Linked DNA regions of Mus musculus: regions 2 and 3 are each linked to region 1. Evidence: chromatin contacts called from public Hi-C and HiChIP or PLAC-seq data. All regions are on one chromosome and are shown on one strand. The core of a region is the stretch at or near the end of the contact, and the rest is flanking DNA. Distances in the headings are between cores, read along the strand shown.

The links. A called contact is a pair of places that touch in the nucleus more often than the background predicts. HiChIP or PLAC-seq counts read pairs in DNA pulled down with a chosen protein or histone mark.
Region 2: a contact with region 1 is called in an H3K27ac HiChIP or PLAC-seq map of microglia, with 8 times the contacts expected there. The contact joins two enhancer-like sites. A contact is called at or near these places in 1 of 39 promoter capture datasets (cranial neural crest), 3 of 484 Hi-C or Micro-C datasets (cerebral cortex, cortical neurons and ventral hippocampal neurons) and 1 of 115 datasets of contacts at active chromatin or transcription factors (microglia).
Region 3: a contact with region 1 is called in a Hi-C map of bone marrow-derived macrophages, with 22 read pairs. The contact joins two enhancer-like sites. A contact is called at or near these places in 5 of 15 datasets of contacts at CTCF or cohesin (the NIH/3T3 cell line, hippocampal excitatory neurons, large pre-B cells and 1 more), 102 of 484 Hi-C or Micro-C datasets (the 3T3-L1 cell line, the AML12 cell line, the AtT-20 cell line and 67 more), 24 of 115 datasets of contacts at active chromatin or transcription factors (the 230-238 cell line, CD8 T cells, the HPC-7 cell line and 18 more) and 4 of 9 other capture datasets (adipose tissue, embryonic stem cells, liver and 1 more).

What each region holds. Positions count from the first base shown.
Region 1 is chr2:48,922,183-48,926,929 of GRCm38.p6, forward strand. All of the region lies in intron 8 of Orc4 (origin recognition complex, subunit 4), which reads right to left. Among named protein-coding and RNA genes, the nearest start is that of Orc4, 25 kb to the right of the region's middle. Within about 2 kb of position 2,804, at least 12 of the 459 cell types and tissues checked have an H3K27ac peak or open chromatin away from gene starts, as enhancers often do. A contact at or near this core is called in bone marrow-derived macrophages and microglia, where this site is marked.
Region 2 is chr2:49,414,961-49,419,707 of GRCm38.p6, forward strand. No RefSeq gene overlaps it. Among named protein-coding and RNA genes, the nearest start is that of Gm25215, 19 kb to the left of the region's middle. Within about 2 kb of position 2,566, at least 120 of the 459 cell types and tissues checked have an H3K27ac peak or open chromatin away from gene starts, as enhancers often do. A contact at or near this core is called in microglia, where this site is marked.
Region 3 is chr2:49,310,852-49,315,598 of GRCm38.p6, forward strand. It overlaps Mbd5 (methyl-CpG binding domain protein 5), which reads left to right. Exons shown (of 17, transcript NM_029924.2): 16 at 2,799-2,874. Among named protein-coding and RNA genes, the nearest start is that of Gm25215, 85 kb to the right of the region's middle. Within about 2 kb of position 2,425, at least 94 of the 459 cell types and tissues checked have an H3K27ac peak or open chromatin away from gene starts, as enhancers often do. A contact at or near this core is called in bone marrow-derived macrophages, where this site is marked.

The sequences.
Region 1 (4,747 bases), core at 1,554-4,053:
AAAAAAAAAAAAAAAGAACCTAAGTTAATCACCAAAAAACCCCAAACACCAATCAAAAAATGGGGTATAGAATTAAACTGAGAATTCACAACTGAGGAATCTTGAATAGCTGAGAAACACCTAAAGAATGTCCTCCACCCAATGTGATCAGAGAAATGTAAATCAAAATGACCCTGAGAGTCCACCTTACACCAATCAGAATGGATAAGATCAAAACCTAGGTGACAACATACATTAGAAAGGATACAGAGAAAGAGAAATACTCCTCCAATCTCGGTAGGATTGGAAACTGGTACAACCACTCTGGAAATCAATCTGGAGGATCCTCAGAAAATTGGAAATAGCTGTACCTGCCAGCTATTTCACTCTTGGAAATATACCCAAAAGATGCCCCACCATGCCTTACGTGTGATAGCCAGAAGCTGGAAACAACCTAGATGTTCCACAACAGAAGAATAGACACAGAAAATGTGGTTTATTTACACAATGGAATGCTACTCAGCTATTAAGAACGAAAGAATTACAGGGCTGAGTGGTGGTGGTGCATGCCTTTAATCCCGGCACTTGGGAGGCAGAGGCAGGTGGATTTCTGAGTTTGAGCCCAGCCTGGACTACAGAGTGAGTTCCAGGACAGCCAGGGCTACACAGAGAAACCCTGTCTCGAAAAACCAAACAAACAAATAAAACAACAACAACAACAACAAAATTACAGGGATGGAAATGGCGAGCAGCCTGAGGAAAAGAAGGTCCTGAAACAGGCCCAAAGTGAGATCCAGCTCAAGGGGAGGTCTCAAGGCCTGACACTATTATTAAGGCTATGGAGCACTCACAAAAAAGGAACCTAGCATGACTGTACTCTGGAAGACCCAACAAGCAGCTCTGAAAGTCAGATATTCGCACCCAACCCAGTGGACAGAAGCTGCTGTCCCCTATGACTGAATTAGGGAAAGCTGAAAGAAGCTGAGGAGGAGGGTAACTCTGTAGGAGGACCAGCAGTCTCAATTAATCTGGACCCCCGAGATCTCTCAAACACTGGACTACCAAACAGGCAGCATAAACTAGCTGATATGAGGCCCCCAACACACATACAATAGAGGACTTCCAGGTCTGTGTTCATTCAAAGATGGTGCACCTAACCCTCAAGAGACTGGAGGCCCCAGGGAGTTTAGAGGTCAGATGGGGTGGGGCTAGGGCATCCACATGGAGGTAGGGGGTTTGGGGAGGTGTGGGATGTGGAGCATTCAGAGGGTGGATGGGGAAAGCGGAATGGAATATGGAGTATATAACATAAATTAATTTTAAAAATGCTGCTAGATAGTAAGTTAACTATAGCTTGTAACTCGTAACATGTATAATGTCTAAGTAAGCATGTGAAATGAGAGGAACTGAAGTCAGTGTTCTCAACCCTTCTAATGCTGTTGTCATGACCCCCAGACAGTATTTTCATTGCCATTTCCTAACTGTAATTTTGCTACTGTTATAAATTATACTACAAATATCTGATATGAAGGATGGTCTCAGCTTACCCCTTTGATCTCTGTAGAAGCGTTGTTCAACCCCGATATGGGTTGCAAACCACAAATTGATAACTACTGAACTAAATGATTCCTTTCTAGGCACCAGTATCATTGTGATTGCATTTTGGCCTCATTATCGAGTGCTAACATTCTCAAACCTACTAAGGACATACAAACAGCTACTGTTCCTGATCAGAGAGACATTAAGCACACCAGTGTGGAATTCTGCACAGCCTACAAAAAAATTCACAAAAAAATCTGAGGTAACAAAATGCTATGAGATTTGCTACCATTAACAAAAATTCAGATATCTTCATGATTTTGTTTAAGAACTTCAAGAAACATGATGTACAATGGAGCAAAATTCTATTTGATGAACTACAGTATTATCAAGCTGCTGTGATGAGTGGAAGGACTGAGTTCTCATCCTTTCCAATGAGAACAAATGCTCTTACAGGCTGAGCCATTTCTCCATCCAATTATTGTCTATTTTTAAGGTGGAACTAAATGCAAATGAACTTCGAGTATTTCTCATCTTCTTACAATATACTGAAAAACATAACCATGAGATGAAATTATTATTGTTTTGCCTCAACATTTTACAGGGAAGACAGACATAGATTAGATCATTTTATGTAGTTATTAAAATTACTAAATAAATGCTGGAGAGAGCCTCATTATACTACTATCTCCAACAAGAATTGATTTTCTACAATAAAATTTTCTTTTTTAAAAAGGTACTGGCTCCAGAAATGTATTTTTTTGTTTTTTACCTGAATGATCCTAACAAAGTAAAACAAGCAAAAGGGTTAATAAGCCATGATATGCATGAAAAATTTCAGTAATCTTAGGTTATTTAGGAAGTCAAATAGCAAAGAGAGAAAAACAAATACCTCAAATGTTTTTAAATGTATTATAGTGACAACTGCTGAATTATAGGGACAAGATGGAAAGATCTAAATTTAGTATACACACCAATTTATTTTCTACTAAAGAGAAGTTGTAAGTTACTTGTATAAATAAGTAGTGGAAAGGCAATGATTAATAAAGCAAACTCTAAGCAAATATTAAGAACCTGTACTTGGGTGCTGGGAAGATGGCTAAGAGTGAAACGGCCCCTGAAGTCAAGGCTGAGGATTTGTATTCAATTCCAGGAACCCACGGCACTAGGAGGAGACCCAGCTCCTCCAAGGTGCCACTGGGCAGTCACATGTCCACCATGGCATGCACCTTCCAAATAAGTAAGAAGGAACTGCAAAGAAAAAAATCTTGCTTCCGAGAATGGAGAAAAGAAGGAACTGAGAAGCTGCTCCAGTGTTAGTCAGTAATGACAGAAGTTACAAATACAAGGCTACAGGGATGATAAAGCAAAAGCAAACACTAAAGTGAAATTTTAAAAAGAAGGGTTTCTTGCTGACATAGCAACTGTTTTTATACCTATTCTTTGGTTTTTCTCTCTCTATATATATTTCTATAAATATATATGAGCATGATTCAACATAAAAGAAATACAGAATTAGAAAAATATGCATAAGCTACTCATGAATGTTTGTATATGGAACGTGTTTGAGGCCAGAGGTTAAGACTGGGTGTTAGGCTCAACTGCTCTCTGGTTTACAGTTTTTAAGACAGGGATTCTCAGGAACAGTGAGCCGGTTCAGAAGGTAAAGACACTTTCTACCAAGCCTGAGGTCCTTAGTTTGATCCCCAGACTCACATGGTAGAAGGAGAAAAGGGACTCCTAAAAGTTATTCTGTTGTTCACATACATGCTACAGTACATGTACCTTTTACATACCTATTGCATCCACATACAAAAAAAAGGACAGAAACAGCAAGACTCTCACTGAGCCCAAGGGTTGCTTATTTAGCTAGATAGGCTGGCTAAGAAGGCACAAAAATTCTGTATATATCTCCCCAGTGCTTGTTTAAAGTGGCCCACATCTATGTGTGTTGAAGTCTGAATTCAAATCTTCATGATATTTTCACCCAAAGGATTATTTTCTTATGTATATGTGTCATGCTTTGCATATATATGAGTGTGTGTGTATATGTGTGTAGGCCTGAGTTTGAGGTCAAGAGTATTCATCATGGCTTCCCATCTTTCTTGTTCATTGAGGCATAGATTCTCAATTTAACCCCCAAGTCCACCAATTAGACTAGTTTGGTCAGATAGCTTGCGCTAGAGATACATGGTAGGTCTTAGACTTCTGGGATTGCAAGTGGGTTGTCAGGCCCATTCCCTTTAGGCAAATAAGTATATTTTGAGGACTTGATTTTGTTCCTCCCATCTGACAAGCTCAGCTCCAGTTCCCTATCCGTTTCTTTAAAGAAAGATGTGTTTCTTTTAGCCTGGTGATAGCTTCTTATTTGGGGAGAAGATAAGTAGAGTAAGTATCAATGATAAATACAAAAGAATGATCTCAAAGCACATGAAGTATACCAAAGAGTATTTAAAAACATGTCAAAGACAGAAATTTCAGAGAAAAGCAATAAAGTGAAAATTTCATAAAAAAACAGAGGGAGGATTGTTAAAAGATGAATTAACCAACTGAAAGAACATTTATAAAAAGGAAAAAGAGCTGTAGGAAAAAAATAAAGAAATGAGCAAGCCTGAAATAAAACTACGAAATAAGAAGCTGGGAAATGGGAACCGTGAAGAAATTTGCAGACATAGCATTTACAGTAAGTTAGAGAAAAGAAGGTTCTCAGTTTTACATGTATACAGGAGTGCACACCGTAGATACAGATAGTTCTGGTAGTATAATCCTGTAACCTGTCCTCAGAGTGATCACAAAATCAAGATCTTTCTGAGACTTACAATAAGTTAAAGGACAGTCAGAGCAACTTATAAGTGAATTTTGCTATCAAAATAGTGAATACAATTCAGTAGTAACAGTGCTTGTCTACTATGTGTAATGTCTTAGATTTAGTTCTCAGGATTAGACAAAAACAAAACAGCAAAAAAGTTAAACACAGAAAGACTCATGTAAGTGTCTATAATTTTCCTTACTTAGGAATTCAGGTAAGACCATTTAAAAACCTATGCCAAAGCAAGAATTCATTCGACTGTTTTATTCCAAATTGAAAATTAATCTTGTATGAAAAAGTAAAATATATTACCAATTTGTATAAAATATTACTGCTATTACATAACTGATCCTTTACTTGCCAGAGTAGATATCTCACTTAATTCGTATTTTAGAGTTTTATTCCATTTCACTGGTAGGA
Region 2 (4,747 bases), core at 1,316-3,815, 490 kb after region 1:
GTTGTTCTCATGGAAATGGATAAAACAAGAATCATCCTGAGGTCACCCGCCCACACATCTTTGTCTGGGCAGGAGACCAGATGGGTGCAGATGGGTGCAGGAAGTAGTGAGGCTCCTTGGGCATCTGTACCTACCTAATATCTTCTTTGCATCGGCTTCAAGGTGGCTGAGGGCTCCAAAGATAGGTGTCCCTAAAGCCAGGAGCAAGGATTCCCAATGTCTCTGTCTACTTTCAGTCAATATAACAAAATACTCGAGACTGGATGATTAATGTAATTTGGGTTTTTGAAACAGGATCTTGCTAGGTAGCCCAGACTGGGCTCAAACAAACTCACACCAATACTTCTGAGTATCAAAGTTACAGTCACTCAGTGTTACTCACAAAGAAGTTTGGCGCATGGTTCTGGAATCTGGTTCATCCAAGAGCATGACATTAGCGCCTAATGAGGACTTTGTTGCTAGCTTGTGTCTCTCTCCTCTTCTAAAACCACTGATGTCACTATAGGACACTCTCATGACTTCAACTCCAGATATCACTGACAAGAGTTTGGGAATGACATTTCCAATATGAAAACCTTTAAGAGCTCTGTGCAAACCATAGCAATTTCCTTTTGTGGTTAGGCTTGGAAGTTACATCTCATCTCTGAGGTTTTATTTCATGTGTGAAGGCAAACACAAAAGTCAGACCAGGTTTGAAAAGAAGGAACATAGGTTCCATCCTCTCTCTCTCTCTCTTTCTCTCTCTCTCTCTCTCTCTCTCTCTCTCTCTCTCTCTCTCTCTCTCTCTCTCCCTCTTACATTTTTAAAATAGAGTCTCACTATGGATGCCCTGGAATTCATTATGTAGACTAGGCTGTCCCTGAACTCACAGAGCTCCTCCTGGCTCTGTATATGGAGTGCTGGGATTAAAGGCCTGCATTGCCACGCTTGTCTAGACACCTTCTCTTGATGAGGGGCAGAGGAGAGGGTCTGAAAGAGAGTGTGGGATGGGAAACTTTATAATGGTCAACTTAGAAATTATAATTAGTCACACAGAGGGCCCAACGGTCTAGCAATGATGGGATGTTATCACACCAAGTTTGGCTTGATGCCCAGGAAGAAGAAACTGAACAGCTGAAGGAGCCAAGTAATAAGAGATGGAATCTAGAGAGATAAGGCCACTGAAAGATCACAGTATCAAGGGCAGAAGAGGTGAGGTAGGAAATGCTCACTCTCTGTGTTCTCTCATGTCTGATCTTACGTTGCTGTCTTTCAACAAGAAACTTGAGGGTGAGATGGTCATGATGGAACACACTTATTATTACAGCATTGGGAAGGCAGAGACAGGAGACGAGGCCAGTCTTGGCAATGCTGTCAGACCTTACCTACACACACACACTCACACACACTCACACATGTACTCACACACTCATACACACACACACACTCACACACAGTCACACACACACTCACATACACACACATGCACTCACACACTTACATACACACACACATGCACTCACACACACACTCTCACACACACATGCACACACACTCGTATGCACACACACTCGAATGCACACACACTCGCATGCACACACGCACTCACACACACACACTCACACACACAGACTGAAGATGTAGTTCAGTAATGAAGTGCTGCTCTAGCATGCAATAGCACAAAGCCCTGTGCTCCATATCCACACAATATCAAAGAAGGAGAGAGACAGAGAGACAAAGAGTGAGAGACACACAGAGAGGTAGAGATGCTGAGAGACAAAGAGACAGAGACAAAGGGGGGAGGGAGAGCTGAATGGGAAGACATGGCAGGACTAGGAAGGCGGTGTGCAAATTTGAAGACTAACCTATATAGCAAAACCCTGGAAAGAGAGGAAGAAAAGAAACGTTGAGAGAGAGAGAGAGAGAGAGAGAGAGAGAGAGAGAGAGAGAAGAAAAGCTAACAATTTTTAAATTTATAAATTATTTATTTATGGCACTTGCCACTTAATAATTTCCAGGCTGACATTAACCATGAGTAACGGAAACCACAGAAGGCAGACCACAGGATAGAGGGGCTACTGAACAGGAGAGGATGAGCCAGGCTATAAAACTCTCCTTAGAAGACAGGATGAGGAAGCAGTAAATGAGGCCAAGCAAAGCCGAATCTGGGGCTGAAGCCGAGGAGCACTGAGAGAAATTACAAGGTGCCACTGGGTCTATGCATGAGCAGAAAGGCCAAAGGAAACAGAAACTACGAGATGAGGAAGCAAACACTAAAAAAAAAAAAAAGGCAGAAATAACAAGATGAGGAAGAACAGCTTAGTGTTGACGGTAGGAACTGGACGAATGTGACAGTTCCTCTCTCCCTCGCCTGACTCCACCGCGGTTCTCATGCCCTTGGTGGCTAGGATGTGTGGTTCTTCTTGGGTCCCTTGATCCTTTATAGACCACTCCAGAGGCAAAAGAACCACTGCTCTCAATGCTTGTTGCAGTGATCCGAATGGGTCTTTGTCAGTTAAATGACTCAGCCTCATTTTGAATGATCTTGTTGCAGCAGCTCTACCTACCTCTGAAGCATGGTTGCTTCCGTCTTTGTGCCTGCTTCCTGGATGTGCAGGAAGTGAGGTGGTGGTGCACATCTTCCTTTACATATTGCTTATATGGCTTGCTAAATTCCACACCTCGAATAAGCCATGACCCTAGAGGGACCCTGCCATACTCTTTCTAACTTTTTCACCTGGCAAATGAACATGGAAACAGGATGGCTCTGCTGCGTCTTAGAAATCTCAGAGTTTGCTGATCCCAAATAATAACAATACCGTAGAGTACTGTGGGCAAGAACACCGTTCCTTTCTGAAGTTGACTTTGTCGTGATGAACACTTGTTAGGGACCAGCTCACTCCCTAAAAATTGTTTCTGAACCTGCTTAAATCTTTCCAGCAGACAGAGAGAATATGTATATTTAAAAAATGTATCTGATGTCAAGTGCCATTCTCATTCCCTTTGAATAGTAAGAAAAAAGTATTTTTGAGCAGTTCAGATATTTAGCTCTGAAAATTAGCCAGTAAGGAGCTACTTGTATAATGTTCAGCATATTTATTTATTTATTTATTTTACAGACTCTCTTTTGAAATAAATCAGACAGAGGTTCCTTTCAGTTCCAGTGGGAGTTTTCAGCAAAAGGAGAAAGGAAGACTTCATACTCTCTAAACGGCATCAGAAGCCATTCATAGACTTCCTCGAGGTCTCTGCCTCTTCCCAGTGCCAGGACCCTGAATGACTTCTCACTATTGCCATTGTCCCTCTTAGGCACCAGCCTGGCAGCTGAGCCTCTGAAGATTCTAGCCTTTGGAGTATGGGAAGACGTTAGCATCAGACAAGTTCAAAGGCTCCATAGAGAAGTGAACTGCTCATGAGGAGATGAGGGCACAGGGCTGTCTGCACACACTCCTGAGCCCTGTTTCCTGTGTCCCATGCCTAGTTTTCCTGCATGAAGTCTGGAAAAATCTGTCACGGGAGCAGACAGAGAAGCAGGCTTCTCTTTGCAAAGTGTAGTAGGTTGTTTTCACAGCATCCACGATCATTTCCATCACTCCTTAGTGTCTTCATCATGTTTGCAGCCATGAATGAATTTCCCAAATACCATTTCTGGTAAGATTTCTGAGTGACTCAGGATGAAATAACTCATGAAAAACCCTAAAAGGGTCCCTGGGATGTTGTGCCTAGAGAACTTGAAAGGGAGGTTCACCTATGCTTGCCGCCTCTACTACGGTAGCTGAACAAATCCCCGTTCTGTATTTATCTTACCCCCTGTACTGACTGGTTTTATGTGTCAACTTGACCCAGGCTGGGGTTATCACAGAGAAAGGAGCTTCAGTTGAGGAAATGCCTCCATGAGATCCAGCTGTAAGACATTTTCTCAATTAGTGATCAAGGGGGAAAGGCCCCTTGTGGGTGGGACCATCTCTGGGCTGGCAGTCTTGGGTTCTATAAGAGAGCAGCCTGAGCAAGCCAAGGGAAGCAAGCCAGTAAGGAACATCCCTCCATGGCCTCTGCATCAGCTCCTGCTTCCTGACCTGCTTGAGTTCCAGTCCTGACTTCCTTATAATAAACAGCAGTATGGAAGTGTAAGCCAAATAAACCCTTTCCTCCCCAACTTGCTTCTTGGCCATGATGTTTGTGCAGGAATAGAAACCCTGACTAAGACACCCCCATAACACAGTCTTCCTTTAAACTGAGCTTTGTGCTTTTGAGATTTGGAAGCAGGATAGTCTCTCTAAGTAGGTATTGATTACAGGTCACTACCTGGGGAACTTAGAAAGGACAGCTGTATTTGCAATATATTCCCTCCATGGATTAAACTGAAAGCTTTGGGGGCTTCAAATAAAAGGCAGATACAACTGTGCTTTAAACTGCTTTTACTGGGGAAAGGCGGTTTCAGAGTTCAAGCTCAGTAATAAAGGCAGAGGGGAGGGATGTACAGTGATCAGCCTAAAGGATCTACCATGACCACAAAGCTTGGTGTTACATGAAATCCAATCTCTCAGGTGTTCCACATTAATTTAAAAAATTATTTTTTTAATTAAGAGATGTTGTCCCACTGAACAAAGTTACCTTGTCAAGACATTTGTGCACACACAATTTAGTTCCCCATAGTGTTAGGACATCAAACAAGAAGTTGAGCAGGGCACGACATACATGGAATCCCATCACTGGGAGGCTGACGAAGAAGTCTGAGTTCAAGGCCAACCTGTGCTACAAAGCAAAA
Region 3 (4,747 bases), core at 1,175-3,674, 390 kb after region 1:
TTGTCATAATACCTACTTCATGAGATTGTTCTGAAGATTAAATGAGACAACACATAAAGATCTAACACAATTCTTCGCAAATATAAGCCTTTCAATAAATAAGAAGTACTTTTGCTCTTAAAATTCAATAGAGAGCTGGCAGGAAGCTCTGTAGCTTTGTAAAGATGCTTTCTGAGTTCAGCTCTGGGTTTCACATGGTGGGAGAGAACCAAGTCTCATAATTGGTCTTTTGATCTCAACACCATGGCGCGTACACAGAATCAATCAATCAATAAATAAGTGTATATATATATATATATATATATATATATATATATATATGGCTTATATACTCATAAATAAATAAATAATATGAATATTTACTTATATATATATTTAAAGAGATTCAAGGGAAGAGAGCAAGGTTCCTTGATGGATTTTTTTTAAATGAAATGTTTAATCTTTTTTTTTCTTAGCTAAATAGAACTATTTAGGTGTAGTCTATTTTAATCCATAATATGTTATAATCAAAATACATAAAAATGAAATATCCTTGACACTTAAATACATACGGGGACTGAAATACAGAAATATTTCTGTAGTTATGAACACTAGCTGTTCTTCTAGAAGACTGAGGCTCAATTCCTAGCACCTACATGAAAGCTAACGACCATCTATAAACCCAGTCCCAGGGCATCCAACACCCCAACACTAGGCATGTTCATGCTGTACAAACATACTTGTAAACAAGACACTCAAACAACATAAGTACAATTTTTTTAATTTTGAAAAAATTAAATGCCTGTGTCTCAGTCAAAATGACAGATTAAAGATAAACCTACTGAATGCACTGCAGAAGTGTGATGTTGTTGGGCAGTTTCCCTGTGGATGACTTCATCAGGATTCTCACCAAATAGCCAAACGTAGATGGTTCCAGAGACCTGGACTTGAGTTTCCTCTCAGCCACCGGGGATCACACTTAGCAAACTCCTCCCTGGACAAACAGCACAGTGACTCACACTAAAAGATGCAGGGCTCCCTAACCCTGGAATGGCAGGAGGTATATATGTAAAAATGCCATGCACTGGGGAGAAGGAATGAAAGATTTATATCAAGTACCATGATGTCCCAAATAAAGATACAGGAACACTGATGTAGTGATGCATGCCTTCCATCCTAGCATTGTGAGTTAGTTCCAGGTCGACATTGGCAAGACCCTATCTCAAAATAGTAGTAGTGATGATGGTGGTGGTGGTGGTGGTGATGGTGATGATGATACAGGAGCAGGAACAGATGAATTGTGTATCATGACAGCTTTTTATATGTATAAGTACATAAAGCGATTCTGTCCATGGTGTATCATATAAAACATGAGCTAGGGAGACATAGGGGAGTGAGTGTGACTGAGAATAGTGACCACGTAGAAATACTAGATTTATCTTTTTGATTAAAAGAATACTTAATAAGAACATGTCATTTATTAACAACCCATTCTGGAGAGTGGGTATGTTGGGATTACTTTGTTCCCTGAACTTCTCTGCATTTGCAGGGTGGGGAAGATCATTAAGAGCATGCTGGAGGGAATTGTTGGTAGTGTCCTTACAACTGGTTTAAGTTAGTAGGTTGATCTATCCTTCCAATAGAACTGACTTAACTGCACAGTTGTTTTAATAAGATATAGGACCATTTATGTTCACTGTGGACAAATCCACTTAGCAAATATGTGGAGCCTTCATGGTGTGCCTAAAAGTGTAATACTCAAAGATGAACAACTAAGTGTCTGTAAAGCACAGGGAAAACAAAATAGAGGAGTTATCAGGTCGTTTTCTATAGTGGATAAAGCCTTGGGAACACTGTGGTAAGTGGAGAGACTTCACCTGAAGGCATTACACTGAAGTTAACGTGCGTTTTCTCCCACGGCTGCAAATTTCCAACCTCCATGTAGACACCGAGATAGATAGATAGGACTTAACTCTTGGGAAGCCATGGTAACAGATAGCTCACTATAGGAGTTTCCTGACTTCAGGGCTTTCCTGTCAGTTGTCCTGATGGGATGAATGCTAGCAGATTGCCTGCATATTTAGAAGATTGTGGCGTAAGATTTACATATGTACATGAGAAATAAGGTAGGGTAGGCAAAGAATGTATAGCCACAGAGAACTGCCTGACTGTCCTAACCGGCACAACAGCTTCATCGATATCGTTTTTTTAAAAATGGCACATATGGGATGTTACTCATGGAATGCTGATCGGAAAGCAATAGTCAGAAGCTTCTGAGACAGTCCTTGTGTGTCTGTTGAAAGGATCACGTCATTTCGGTTTAAAGGGAACTGTGGCGAAACCAGCCTCCGAGCCTCAGGTGTAACGAGGTAATAAGCTGTTCTTAGCCACGCACCAAAATGTAGCTTTCGTTTTGCTCAATTGTGCTTAGCTGAGATGATCCAGAAAGGGTGGAGGGAGCTCCCTAGTGGCCAGAACTTGCAGTTCAGCCTCGGTGTCCTGGCCACGGCCTGTTTCCTGGTAGGAAGCACAGCTTTGGAGACCACAGAGCTCCTGACCCAGTCCTCTTCATGAAATGCAGAAGAAACACACAGTGGAGGGGACTTCCTGTGCTAACCTTAGCGGCCGTGTTACTTTAATGGTTAGCGTTCAGTGCTGGGAACCCCAGGACGATGCTCTATCGCCTGAACTTCCCAGATGTGAATCTAGATTGACTTTCTCTGGTAGAATTGATATTTTTGTCTTCTGATTAGGGAATTAAATTGAGGCTTTTGTTTCTTTAATTTGTTAATTTGGTATGTTGTTTTCATTGCTTCCAGAAGTGGGAAACTAAATAACCATTTAGAAGCTGCTATTCACGAGGCCATGAGCGAACTGGACAAAATGTCTGGGACTGTAAGTCAATTTATTTTTTTCCATTATTCTAGTTTCTTTGAAAATAAATTGCATTAACACTTTTTTTTTGTTAAAAAAATCTCTTGAACATTGTAAAGCAACTCTCATAGCAATACTAAACTGCCAGGCAAGCAAAAGACTGGCGGCAGAAAAGAATTTAAGGGAAGGGAGCCTGTATTAGCTATGGATTTTTTTTTTCTGAGATAAGTAACTTTTGTTTTCTTAAAAAGGTTCATTAAGTGGCAGCAGCAGTATGGTGAGGTCCCAACCCCAACTTTCTGAGTTTGACTGTGAGTTGCAGTGACCATCACTATAGCCAAAATATTCAGCAATGCAACCTCACTCCATACATTAAAAAAAAAAAAAGTAGGATTAAAAAGATTGGTCAATTTAGAGAGTATATTAACTTCTTATTTTCCTTCTGCTACCTTAAAATTGAGATGATTTGTGCATATTTCTGTTACTAGTAACTGTAAATCTCATGATTAAGGAAGAGATGTGCTTTCTCTTCACACTTTGTTTGACCTATGCATCCATTAGTTTGAGATGAGAGGTATAAAGCTCTCTCTCCATCACATACAGACTCAAACACATAAATATAATGTTAGTAATCTCTTTAAAATAAGCATTATTTCAGGCTGCATAGCAATGACAAGCCATTTACTTAGGCCATCTGAAACTTACAACCCATCCATTGGCTGCTTCATGATGGGTAACAGTTAGGGAGCCTCAAGATGTTGCCATTGGCACAGGTCATAGACATGTGTTAATCTAACCTATGATTGGATTTTGCCAGGAAACCTAAGTTTCCTGGTAAACTTGTAGCCATCAACTACAGTATCCTCTAGAACCAGGCATGTGTGTGTGTGTGTGTGTGTGTGTGTGTGTGTGTGTGTAGTCTGTCAGTAAAGAGGATCAGGAATGAGAGCAACAATTCTAGAATTGAGAGTTGCCAACAAAAATGTGCCTGCTGCTGAGCCTGTTGAAACATAGGCCATGGCTCACTTGATTCTGGTGCCTGCAGAGGAAGGTGTAACTCTACTTGGCCACTTCCAGACCTAGATCCCTTCTTTGTGGAGTGCCCACCGCTCCTTGAGACCTTGATGTGCTCACCCCATCTTTGTATATCCTTTGCGTCCTGCTTGATAGTAACGAGAGAAGGCATGAAGAAATGTCAGTGTAGCTCCTATGAGCTCAGACGTCCTCAACTCAAGTGGGTGTGGAAATGCAGTTAATGATTTACCTTCCCAAGAAAAATATGAAAATGGGTTGGCCTTCATTTCATGCCTCTCTACCTTGGGGCATTTGGCCTTTGTGCCACCAGGCATTGGTACCTAATGAGGCCATCTTGGAATGTATTCTTCAGACGTGCTTTCTCCTTTGCACTGAGCAGAGTTGAGCCATGTGGGAAGGGGCACTGGAGTTGCCTCAACTCTCTTGAGAACCAAAATCTAGAATTTCTCATGTTTACAGTGGTTTCAAAGGTATTAAAGCACTTACACACAAACCTGTTTACAGCTAGTAAAACAGGTTTTCAGGCCATAGTTGATCCACAAACCACTAATTTGCTGTTGTGGATAAAGACTCTTTCCTCAATTACATAACTCCTCATTTCTGAATTTGTGCTTGTTTTAAAAACATGTGTGGAAAAGGGTCGGAGAAAGAGGCAGTCTGAGAAGTTCAGAGCATTATCTTAAAGTTTTAAATACTATTTGTAAAAAGAATTTTACCTTTGACTAAAAGCAAACAACGTTTGGTGTTGTCTAAACTTTATTTTAATTGGCACATTGTTGGTAATTGAATCTAGGGCTTCATGCATATTTGTAAAGCACTTACAGTTAACTCAGCCTCCAACCCTTAAACATTATATTCT